2 separate regions of the Salvelinus alpinus genome follow, and region 1 is linked to region 2. The links are chromatin contacts, called in public Hi-C maps. All regions are on one chromosome and are shown on one strand. The core of a region is the stretch at or near the end of the contact, and the rest is flanking DNA. Distances in the headings are between cores, read along the strand shown. Region 1 holds the start of LOC139578515 (peroxiredoxin-6-like). Region 2 holds the start of LOC139578512 (transcription factor Jun-like).

Region 1 (5,354 bases), core at 2,394-4,893, 180 kb before region 2:
TCTTTTTCTTCTTCTTTTTCTTTTTCTATGGTATATTGGCGATCGCACAATTTAAGATACATCCTGCCACCTACTGTGCGGGATGGAAACAGGACTCCAAAAATGAAAAAAAAAAAATATCTATGTATATAAATATATTACCAAACTACCAATAAAAAAATTAACTAAACTAAATCAAGCCGACTTCTAGGTTAGACTACTGCAATGCTCTACTTTCCGGCTACCTGGATAAAGCACTAAATAAACTTCAGTTAGTGCTAAACACGGCTGCTAGAATCTTGACTAGAACCAAAAAAATTGATCATATTACCCCAGTGCTAGCCTCTCTACACTGGCTTCCTGTTAAGGCTAGGGCTGATTTCAAGGTTTTAACTGCTAACCTACAAAGCATTACATGGTCTGGCATAGTCTGGCCCAGGAGTGTGAAGGTGAACGGAAAGGCACTGGAGCAACGAACCGCCCTTGCTGTCTCTGCCTGGCTGGTTCCCCTCTCTCCACTGGGATTCTCTGCCTCTAAACCTATTACAGGGGCTGAGTCACTGGCTTACTGGTGCTCTTCCATGTCGTCCCTAGGAGGGGTGCGTCACTTGAGTGGGTTGAGTCACTGACGTGATCTTCCTGTCTGGGTTGGCGCCCCCCCTCGGGTTGTGCCGTGGCGGAGATCTTTGTGGGCTATACTCGGCCTTGTCTGAGGATGGTAAATTGGTGGTTGAAGATATCCCTCTAGTGGTGTGGGGGCTGTGCTTTGGCAAAGTGGGTGGGGTTATATCCTGCCTGTTTGGCCCTGTCCGGGGGTATCGTCGGATGGGGCCACAGTGTCTCCCGACCCCTCCTGTCTCAGCCTCCAGTATTTATGCTGCAGTAGTTTATGTGTCGGTGAGATGAGATGCAGAGAGACCTGGCACTCAACACATCCACAATGAGGTGATTACTAATAGTACAGTACAGCACAAATGTCCAGTAATAGCAACACCCTTTTCATTCCATGTGTCACTGCTGAACTCTGCCTATTTCTACAGATGGACAGGAGGTGCTTTTGCCAGACGGCAGCCTCAGTCGTTTGATGGGGAGACCATAATTGGGTAGGTTTTATCTGACCTGTTGTGCCTATTTGTGTGTCAGATATTACCAATCCTAACTGCCATTGGTAATCGAACAGTGACTATGTGTTCACAGAAACATGCATGGAGCAAACCTTGTGTATTCTGCACCAGGATCAGGGAACATGGGGAAGGTAGCCCTACTACCACTAGACAAAATGCCAATAGGCACAGTGTCTGTATCGGCTATTCTTAACAATGAAAGATGAAAGGTGCACATTGTTATATTAGCAGATCACTTCTTCTATGGTATTATGTAAAGGGTTGTTTATTGCACATGGACTTGTTACTACATTTGAAAGTTATCAAAATCCTTTGTTTAGAATATATTTTTACTTATTAATGTAACTCATTGTGTATTTATTCCTTGTGTATTCTTTTTCTATCGTTTTTCTCTGCATTGTTGAAGGGCATTTCACTGTTAGTCTACACCTGTTGCTTACGAAGCATGTGACAAATAAAATTAGATTTTTTTTATTTGATCGACATAAATTCAGCAATTGCATTCTTATATTACTCTGTAGGCTACTGACCTATTCAAGGCTTCCTCTGACATCTCACCATACATCTGCCTGTAGTTATTTAACTCAACCTGCAGGAGGTTTGTTTGTTGTGATTGAGTGGAGGGGAACAGCTGCAGGCAAGGTTCCGATAGATGGGTGTATCTTGGTGGTGGTAAGGACACCTAAGGAACACCCATATCAAACCACACTCCCAAGCCAACTCAGGTTTGGCTTCTGTCATTGCAGACAGCATTTCTTGAGGAGCAAGCATAGAGAATGACAGAGGCCTCTAGTGGCCAAAAGGCTGTATTAGCATGGTTAGTGCTATTGAGGGATTCCCCCATTTTAATGTAGTTAACTGGGTGGGACTTCCAACTTCATTGGCTGATCCCTCCTGGTGAGCCTGTTGTAGTCATGTCCAACACCTCCTTTGGCCGCATTTCCTTCCAGTTCTCTGCTGCCAATGACTGGAACGAATTGCAAAAATCGCTGAAGTTGGAGACTTATATTTCTTTCACTACCTTTAAATATCAGCTAACTGATCGCTGCAGCTGTACATAGCCCATCTGTAGGCTATCCAATATACCTACCTCATCCCCATATTGTTTTTTAATGTACTTTTCTGCTCTTTTGCACACCAGTATTTCTACTTGCAGATCATCATCTGCATATCTATCACTCCAGTGTTAATTTGCTAAATTGTAATTACTTTGCTACTATGGCCTATTTATTGCCTTACCTCCTCACGCCATTTGCACACACTGTATATGGACTTATTTTTATTTTTTTCTATTGTGTTATTGACTGTACGCTTGTTTATTCCATGTGTAACACTGTGTTGTTGTTTGTGTCGCACTGCTTTGCTTTATCTTGGCCAGGTCGCAGTTGTAAATGAGAACTTGTTCTCAACTGGCCTACCTGGTTAAATAAAGGTGAAATAATAATTTTTAAAAAGCTGGTGGGATAAGCCAATCGTGAAGAAGAAAATTTACTACTTCAAAATGGAGATTGCCTTAATGGCGTAGCCTATGCTGCCACATACGCCATAACGGCACAGATACAAAGATGAGTCCTATATCTATCTCTATGGGAGCAAGCACAAAAATGAAGCCAAATCAGAGGGTGTAGTTCCCCTTTAATTGTTTAAGTCCAGCGTTCCCTTCCAGCAATAATAATTATTCTCCTCTTTGACTGTGTATTTTCGTCAGTTCTTCCTTTTGCCATTAGAGTGCGATCAAATTATTTCTGGGGGTCTGTACTCTGTATTCCCGAAGTTGTTGACTGTTTGGCAGTTCTCAGCTGCCAATGGCTAGCTAGCAGTTTCTTACTGGCGCTAAAAAATGGATGATAGACATAATTTTTTCCAGTCATTACTGAATTATTTAATGTAAGAAAGAAAACATTAAACGTCATAAACAATTCATGGTCATTATTGGTAACCTCGTAAACAATTCATTTAGACCTTGTGTTTATTTGAAACAGAGTTTTATTTGCTAAAATGTGTGCCGTTGCCGGCTATTAAAAGGGACAGGCGGCTATTTGAGACTGCGTTTATTTTAAGTTTTACTGCATTCTAAATGTGTGTGGGCCTTATTATGAACAAAACTTACAGCCAGATGTTGGTTTTTCATATACTATGACGTCAGAGCCAATAATAGGCTAAGTTTGCAATACATTTTATATTAGGGTTAGTAGCCTAATCTTAATAAAAATGTAACTATATAAAAATGAAATAGGGAAAATAAATAGTAAGCTTTACACTAGTCACCTGTGCCTCGATAGGTGGGGATGATTTTAGGTAAGAAATGTTAACCCCTCCCCTGTTGTCCATTCAGGGTCGTGTGTAGCCAAATAAATGAAGCTGGTGGAACAAAACCAAAAATAAAAGGCTCAAGCGCAAGTCTCCACCATGTAATGGGGAAATGTGATTTAGGGGAGATTTGTTTTGAATGCAGCCTTGTGCTACAGAGGAGACATACATTTCACGGGATGTACAAATGTGAAACATCCGCTTGCCGTTTCAACTCCCTACCAAATGTGGAAGCCCAGTGGCCGCCAGTGGTGGAAGGCGGAAGGAGATGGATTTTGGCCGACATTCTACATATTTTCTCATCGATTAAACATTTGATCTTGATACTGTTTTATATTCCTAAAACTACAATATGTTATAAACATAGTGGGCTAAGTTTTTCAGACTTTACCCTTTGGCAAAGTTTTTTTTAAATCCCGTTGTTTAGGAGTGCAAAGGCGAATTGAGTTATTGCATACGCGCCTATTGGCCTAACGGAAAAATTTCGATATATGATAGAACTGGCCAATAGGATATCGCTAGCTCGTGCTTGGCTCTGCCTAGCTTGGTTTAGTTTGCTTACGTTTCCTTTTTACCCCTGTACAGTTGTTGGCGGTAATGCACCATAAATATTGGATGCAACCCGCCGTGAAACTCCACCGAAGAAGAAAAAAAATACTCGTCACCTTGCCCTGGAAAGAGAACCATGCCTGGGATACTGCTAGGAGACGTGTTCCCTAACTTCGAAGCTGAGACAACCATCGGCAAGATCAAATTCCATGACTTCTTAGGAAACTCGTAAGTGCTACTTTTGTAGGCTAAACAAGTCGGTGTGATCATCTGCTATTACTTTGTATCTGCACTGCATCAGCGTACTCAATTGAAAACAGTAGCCTAATAATTTACTGATGGTGTGTTTGTGTAACGACTATAACAAACTTGGTTGAATGTCCATTGCCACGAGCTCAGTGTGAAATTAGTCATACACTGAAGACACAAGTGTCATATAACATGATGGTAATTATAGTCGCTAAGCACCGGTCCAGGACCAGTTTCATATGGAAAGCGAAGCTCTGATCCCAGATCAGATCTGAATAATTCGAACATCTACTGTAGGCGAGGCTTCACGCGGGCTTATACAACGGTTTGTTACAAAATATGTTGTCCACAATCCACATTCAAACACTATTTCAGACACATTTGATTTGTATATAAATCCTTCCTGTTTAACATATACACTCTTGACCTTGCCCAGGTTTCCAGATAGCAATGTTTAGTATTGTAAAATCGACCAAAAATAAAACTTTTTTTTCTTCCCAAGTACAAATATCATGTCAACATTGAAGAGGTGACTCTGGGATCCTGGTCTTCTAGGCAGAGTTGCAAAGAAAAAGCCATATCTCAGACTGGCCAATAAATAGAAAAGATTAAGATGGCAAAAGAACACAGACACTGAACACTGCCTAGAAGGCCAGCATCCCGGAGTCGCCTCTTCACTGTTGACTTTGAGACTGGAGGATTGTGGGTACTATTTAATGAAGCTGCCAGTTGAGGACTATTGAGGCGTCTGTTTCTCAAACTAGACACTAATGTACTTGTCCTCTTGCTCAGTTGTGCACCGGGGCCTCCCACTCTTTCTATTCTGGTTAGAGGCAGTAGTACACAGCGTTGTATGAGATCTTCAGTTTCTTGGCAATTTCTCGCATGGAATAGCCTTTATTCTTGTTCTGAGAAATGGACTGACAAGTTTCAGAAGCAAGGTCTTTGTTTCTGGCCATTTTGAGCCTGTAATCGAACCCACAAATGCTGATGCTCCAGATACTCAACTAGTCTAAAGGACAGTTTAATTGCTTATTTAATTAGAACAACAGTTTTCAGCTGTGCTAACATAATTGCAAAAGGGCTTTCTAATAATCAATTAGCCTTTTAAAATGATCAACTTGGATTAGCTAACACAACATG
Region 2 (5,794 bases), core at 859-3,358:
TAATCTTGAAATATTGATCATTTATTTGACCGAGACGCGCGCCGATAGAAAGACGCATCAATCTCAGCTAAAGAATCCGAGCGAGCGAAACAGAGCCCCTGTCTCAAAAGGAGTTTGGCATGTCATACCTTTTCTGGTCAGACAGAATCAGATACATGGGCTACATTTAGCAAGACAGAGGGGCGCTGTTTCACTCACAAGTTTCAGCAGAGAGGAAGAGGCGAAGCGAGAGGGCTCACTCTGTGAGAATCTGTCCTGAATAAGGCCACTGGGTTTCTATGGTCATAATATGCAGACCTAAGTTTGTCGCCAGCATTCCCGCCTTTAGGACAATGACTCACATTGTTAGGGCGGAGACATGAGCATCTCGTCATTATATAGAGATCTCTGGTTTCAGCTACTTGCGAATTACAAAATAAAGTTGGCGTGCACCGTGCACTGCTCGGATGCTAGTATCCCCTAAAGTAAATGTATGTTTTGCCAAAATTATATAATTACTCCTGTATAAATAACTTAATTAAAAATACTTTAACAGAGAGCTTGACTTTGCCACAGATGGTCATTTGCTTATTTAAAAAAAAACGCTGTGGATTGTTTCAAATCACAAGTGCATAGGCCTATGTGTATTTGGGCAGCGCGCGTGGCAATAGGCCTAGCTGATTATTGAGATGTGGCTGTCAGTGAAAAGCGTCTAAAATGAGTGAAAATAATGTGTCTTGAGTATAATTAATGTTGAGACAAGAAGGGGAGGGGTGTGTGGCGAAGATATGGCCGTCTCTCTCCAGAATGCTTGCACTCAGCTCTCCAGAATGTGCTCAGCTGTCTCCCACCAACTCTGTCACATGCATTGTTTAATTGTTTTTCATAACCATCATTTAGTAGTTTTGTCGATATTGTTGAGGGACAGGTGAGCCTGACTTGATACAATACTGCACTTCACCAGTGATAGCTCAAGTCCAGACAGATAGAAAAGGCCGACAGGCGCTGTAGAGATTAATGCAATTGAAACAACCATCCTTTTAAATCAGGATATTTTATAATATTTTTATTTGCCGGCTTTAGGTCTATGTATTTTTCTTAGTTGACATTAGAAGTTAAAGGCCTACTGCTGCATTGGCCTATATGCGATCTCTGAGTTCATTGCGCATATTTCTTTAGCCACCAATGGATCAAGGTGTATCAATGTGTCCATATGGCTGAGGCTGGTGCACTTTCTTGCTTTAGGTGAATTTTAACTTTAAGATTCGTATAATTTCAATTCAGATTTTTATGATTAAGCACGTGACAATACTTTTGAGAAAGGAAAGCCTTATTATTGAAATTAAACTATTCCATGAAAATGCGCATCTAGAAATAATCATAACCGGCACGCAGATATGTAGAAATGGTAGGATAAATTGTAAGCTTCCCCAAACTTGAAATTCACGAGCTGCCTATGGTCTTAATTATAACACCCATTAACAAAATTATTGCACACAGGAGGTCCCGTGAATTAAAACGTCCCGCCTATAGAATGCCCGTCCAACTGATGAGTTCTGGTGCCGGCCCTGGGCTATTAATTCAATCAAACAAACAATGACATTCATCTAGACAATTATTCAAACATATTATTTGTATGGATCATAAAACAGTAGCCAATTACCTCTGGGCTGATCATGCAAAGTTTCTGGAGGCAGAGGAAGTCTGTCTAGCAGAAATTCATTTGAATCTCAATTCAAAACATAGCCTATGGGCAGTTTATTTTCTGTGGAATAATATGCTACATAATGCAGCATAGACCTATACATTTCGATTGGATAACATGCATCTAAGAATTGAGAATACACAGTCGTCTATCCCGCCACTACTGTCTTGAAGCGGAGTGCTAAGCGGGTAACCAGATATTCAAAAACAATACGTCATCCCACAATGCACCGCGCTTCATCTCCTCACTCTATTACCTCATCCCATCAGCCACCGCGAGACTGAGAATCTTCTGGGTGGTCGTCTAGGCAACACGCCTGATCTGAAACATTAGAGAACGCCCCGCAAATCGCCAGCAGCCAATGGGAGAGTGCAGAGGTGACATCATGTCTATTTTTAGAGGCCGTGGCTGCAGATAAGCTTTGCCTCCACGCTGGAAGAGTCAGTATACACACAGAGAGCCAGGGAGGTGTACTGTGAACAGGGGAGCTGTAGCAAGTTATAGCACCTAGAGCGTCTCATTCTGAGACCGTTGAGAACGGTGAACAGAAGCGAAAGAAGGACTTTGAAGAATGTATACATCATTCTGAAAATATCGCTGCAGCTGAATATTGTATTTGTTTGCGCGGTAGGCTACAAGCAGGAGTGCAAGTTGTTACATTTGTGTAGCGGCACGTTTCTATTCCAGAGACTCATGTTTCGGCTTCGGAGGTTATAAGGATTTCCCGACCTAGTAAGAAACTTTTCTCCGAGTTGTACAACTGAAAGAAGGAGAGAGGGCAGAAACATACTTCTCTGTCAGTGTGAGTAGCCTACGAGAGAACTTTCTAACATAGTTTTTGGTTTATCTTCTATGTCTAGAAAGATGGAAACTACCTTCTATGATGACTCGCTCAACTCTTTCTCCCAGCATGAGAAACCGGACTACGGATACAACCCCAAAGCACTGAAACACAGCATGACACTGAACCTGGCCGACCCAACCAGCACACTCAAACCTCACCTCCGGGCTAAAGCCAGCGACATCCTCACCTCCCCTGACGTGCAGCTCCTTAAACTGGCCTCCCCAGAGTTGGAGCGGCTCATCATCCAGTCTAGCAACGGCCTGATCACCACCACACCTACCCCGACTCAGTTCCTCTGCCCGAGGAACGTAACCGATGAGCAGGAGGGCTTTGCCGAGGGATTTGTTAGAGCATTGGCGGAGCTCCATCATCAACACGTCTTGCCCAATGCACCCGGGGTCCCAGTCACATCCGCTGGGCAGACAAGTATCAACAACCCGACAATACTCCCACCTGTTTCTGCCTTGACCGGGAGCAGTGTTTATAACAACAACATGACCATGCGCTCTGAGTCGCCTGTCTACGAAGACCTGAACACGTTCACCCCGGCTATCACCACCAACTCAGCCCTGGGTTACACCACCTCAGCCCCAGCTATGAGCTTTCCCTCTGCCCCGCCACAGCTCCCAGTCTATGGGCAGCAGTCTCACCCCCATCCCAGGCTCACTGCCCTGAAAGAGGAGCCCCAGACGGTGCCTGAGATGCCTGGGGAGACCCCCCCTCTCTCCCCCATCGATATGGAGAATCAGGAGAGGATCAAAGCCGAGAGGAAGCGCATGAGGAACCGCGTCGCCGCCTCCAAGTGCAGGAAACGGAAACTGGAGCGCATCTCCCGGCTGGAGGACAAGGTGAAGAATCTGAAGACTCAGAACTCCGACCTGGCTTCCACAGCAAACATGCTGAGGGAACAGGTCGCCCAGCTCAAACAGAAGGTGATGAACCATGTCAACAGCGGCTGTCAACTCATGCTGACGCAGCAGCTCCAGACCTTCTGAGGAGGAGAGGACACTTGGAGAAGAATAGAGAGAAAGATTTTGAACGAAAAGGACAAATCGTTTATAATTAACTGTCTGGCTGTGTCTTCGTGGCATTGTGACAGGGTGAACGGGACAGTAACAGCACGAGACTGGTGGGAGGGGACCGGGGCTGGTTGCCTCTTACTAGGTGCCTCGCAGGACACTGTTGCACGGAGGAGTTGGGGCTCGGGACAGAGCAGAGCGCGCGATAAAAATCGCTGGTGCACTATAGAGAAAGAAACAGCAGCAAATAGGACAAATGGATGTTTTGGTTCGTGTTTTTAATTGACTTGAAATTTGTTGGCCTTGACTAAGCTGTGCTTTTACGCATTGCCCTTCGGTGTAATTCAGTATTAGAAGAAAGACAAAGTGCAGTAGAGAATTTAAAACTGCCTGGCGCCAAAGGAGAGGGTGTGTACTCTAAACAGATTACAAAAAGCTGCCCAACTTCTGACTTACAATGTACTTTTTATTCTTAGTTATATTGAGTTAAAACAAACATTTCAAGAGTTACTTGTTTTTTAATGGGGTTCATTGTTATTATCTGTATATAAGATCAACCTGGAGTACTTACATTTACTATTTGTAATAAAAAAATACAGTATCTGTTTGTTCATTTTATGAGCACTTCAGAAACAAATAGATATTTAAGAAATGTAATAAACCATCTGAACTGAATACAATGCCTCTTGTGTTCTCTGTGCGTGCATGTGTGAGTGGGTGTGTGTGCACTAAAACACGTTCCAACATCTTGAGAGCAGCCAGTTCTCTGTACCTGAAGGGAGTGCCTTATTGATCCTGATGTTATTGAGTTTCATTAGTGATTGAGTCAATGGCCCTTCTAGCTCAATACAGCGCACTAACTGCTGTTCCGGGGTCAGATGTGTAGTCATCCCCTAATGGTTAAAATGGCACTCCAGTCTCCTTTTCACCTCATTCAACACCAAATTATACTTAACAAAAGGCACATCTCAGTAGGTAAGACATGACATTGCACAAGTAGGGGGAGGGCTTTCTTTTGTTTCTCCTCTATTATTCCTCAAGCAAGGGGGGAGGCCGATGACATCACAGATTCCCATCAGACCAACTCATTGAATGCCCAACTTGAAGTTTGCAGTTGTCTAAAAAAAAAACACGATTTTGCTCAAACCATATATATTTTTTACTCTTAAGTGTGTGTACTTTACTGTATACTTGGAATATTGCTTTTCAACAGTAAAACAAAAAAATTGCTGAAGGGGAAGTCTTTGCGCTTGAGTATTCTGAACCTAGACCTGTGGTTATAGGGTCAACCTCTACAGCAGGGATGTAGGCCAGTAGTGTATAGAATGCAACATTAGATGCTCCACCTTATGCCTCGTGTCCACTTGAGTCTCACCATCTAACAAGGTAAAACTAACACAGATACTGTATGTTGTAAAGTGGCCTACATTCACAGGCCTCAAGGGCATGCTTGACACACTGCTATGGCTCAGGAAACTATAAAGTACATTTTTATTGAATTACTCAATCATGATAATTTAAGTTATTTATGAAGTACTTAATGAATTTTAGCCAAAGTGTTCAGTAAGGTCATAGCACAGCTGAACTGTGTATTGTGTCTACTTAACTTCCTGTTGCCCCCGTCAACATGACAATTGGGTTGCTCACACAGCATCAAACATGATCACTGTAAACACGAGAGCAATAAACAACAGCAAGAAACATGGTAACTAATGTAATCAAACTTGAGTAAAAGCCTATGGCTACATTGTAACCAGACATGTTATATTGAGGTGTGGGCACTGGGCAGAGTCATCACATCGTAATAACTAAGAGCATAATCATAACATTTGATTAACTATTCAGCTAGTCAAAATGAGGATTTATATGGTCAATGACGGCCAATGAGCACCTGCTAATACAGAAACTGTAAAGAAAACGTGCACCTACAGCAGAATGTCTGTGATTTCCTGTAGGACTCTGAAATATTCTCTAGAGGGCGACATTATCCATGAGATGAGCAGAGTTGAAACCTCAAGCTCTCCAGGGGCCAGGCTCTAGTTTATTACTGGTGGTCAAAAATACCATATTCAGGAGGACAATACAGAACAAAGAAAATTATGTTTATATTACAAAAGTACTCAGAGGAACATAATCTGATGCCCAAGAAACAAGTAGTTGTTCGCTACATAAAGATATGTTCCCTGTAATTAGAACTATATAGAAGACACAATATTGGCACAATGTACTACAAATATATTGCAAAGT

Evidence for each region. A called contact is a pair of places that touch in the nucleus more often than the background predicts.
Region 1: a Hi-C map of red muscle shows a contact between it and region 2, with 7 times the contacts expected there. The contact joins the promoter of LOC139578515 here to the promoter of LOC139578512 in region 2. A contact is called at or near these places in 2 of 3 Hi-C or Micro-C datasets (muscle and red muscle).

Annotation. Positions count from the first base shown.
Region 1 is chr6:29,828,315-29,833,668 of SLU_Salpinus.1, reverse strand. LOC139578515 (peroxiredoxin-6-like) reads left to right here and starts at 3,643. Exons shown (of 5, transcript XM_071406216.1): 1 at 3,643-4,190. The coding sequence starts at 4,099. plpp6 (phospholipid phosphatase 6) reads right to left here and starts at 27. Exons shown (of 2, transcript XM_071406215.1): 1 at 1-27.
Region 2 is chr6:29,649,605-29,655,398 of SLU_Salpinus.1, reverse strand. LOC139578512 (transcription factor Jun-like) reads left to right here and starts at 2,108. Exons shown (of 2, transcript XM_071406213.1): 1 at 2,108-2,486; 2 at 2,594-4,222. The coding sequence starts at 2,642. The coding sequence ends at 3,523. LOC139578513 (a long non-coding RNA gene) reads right to left here and starts at 1,861. Exons shown (of 4, transcript XR_011675566.1): 1 at 1,643-1,861.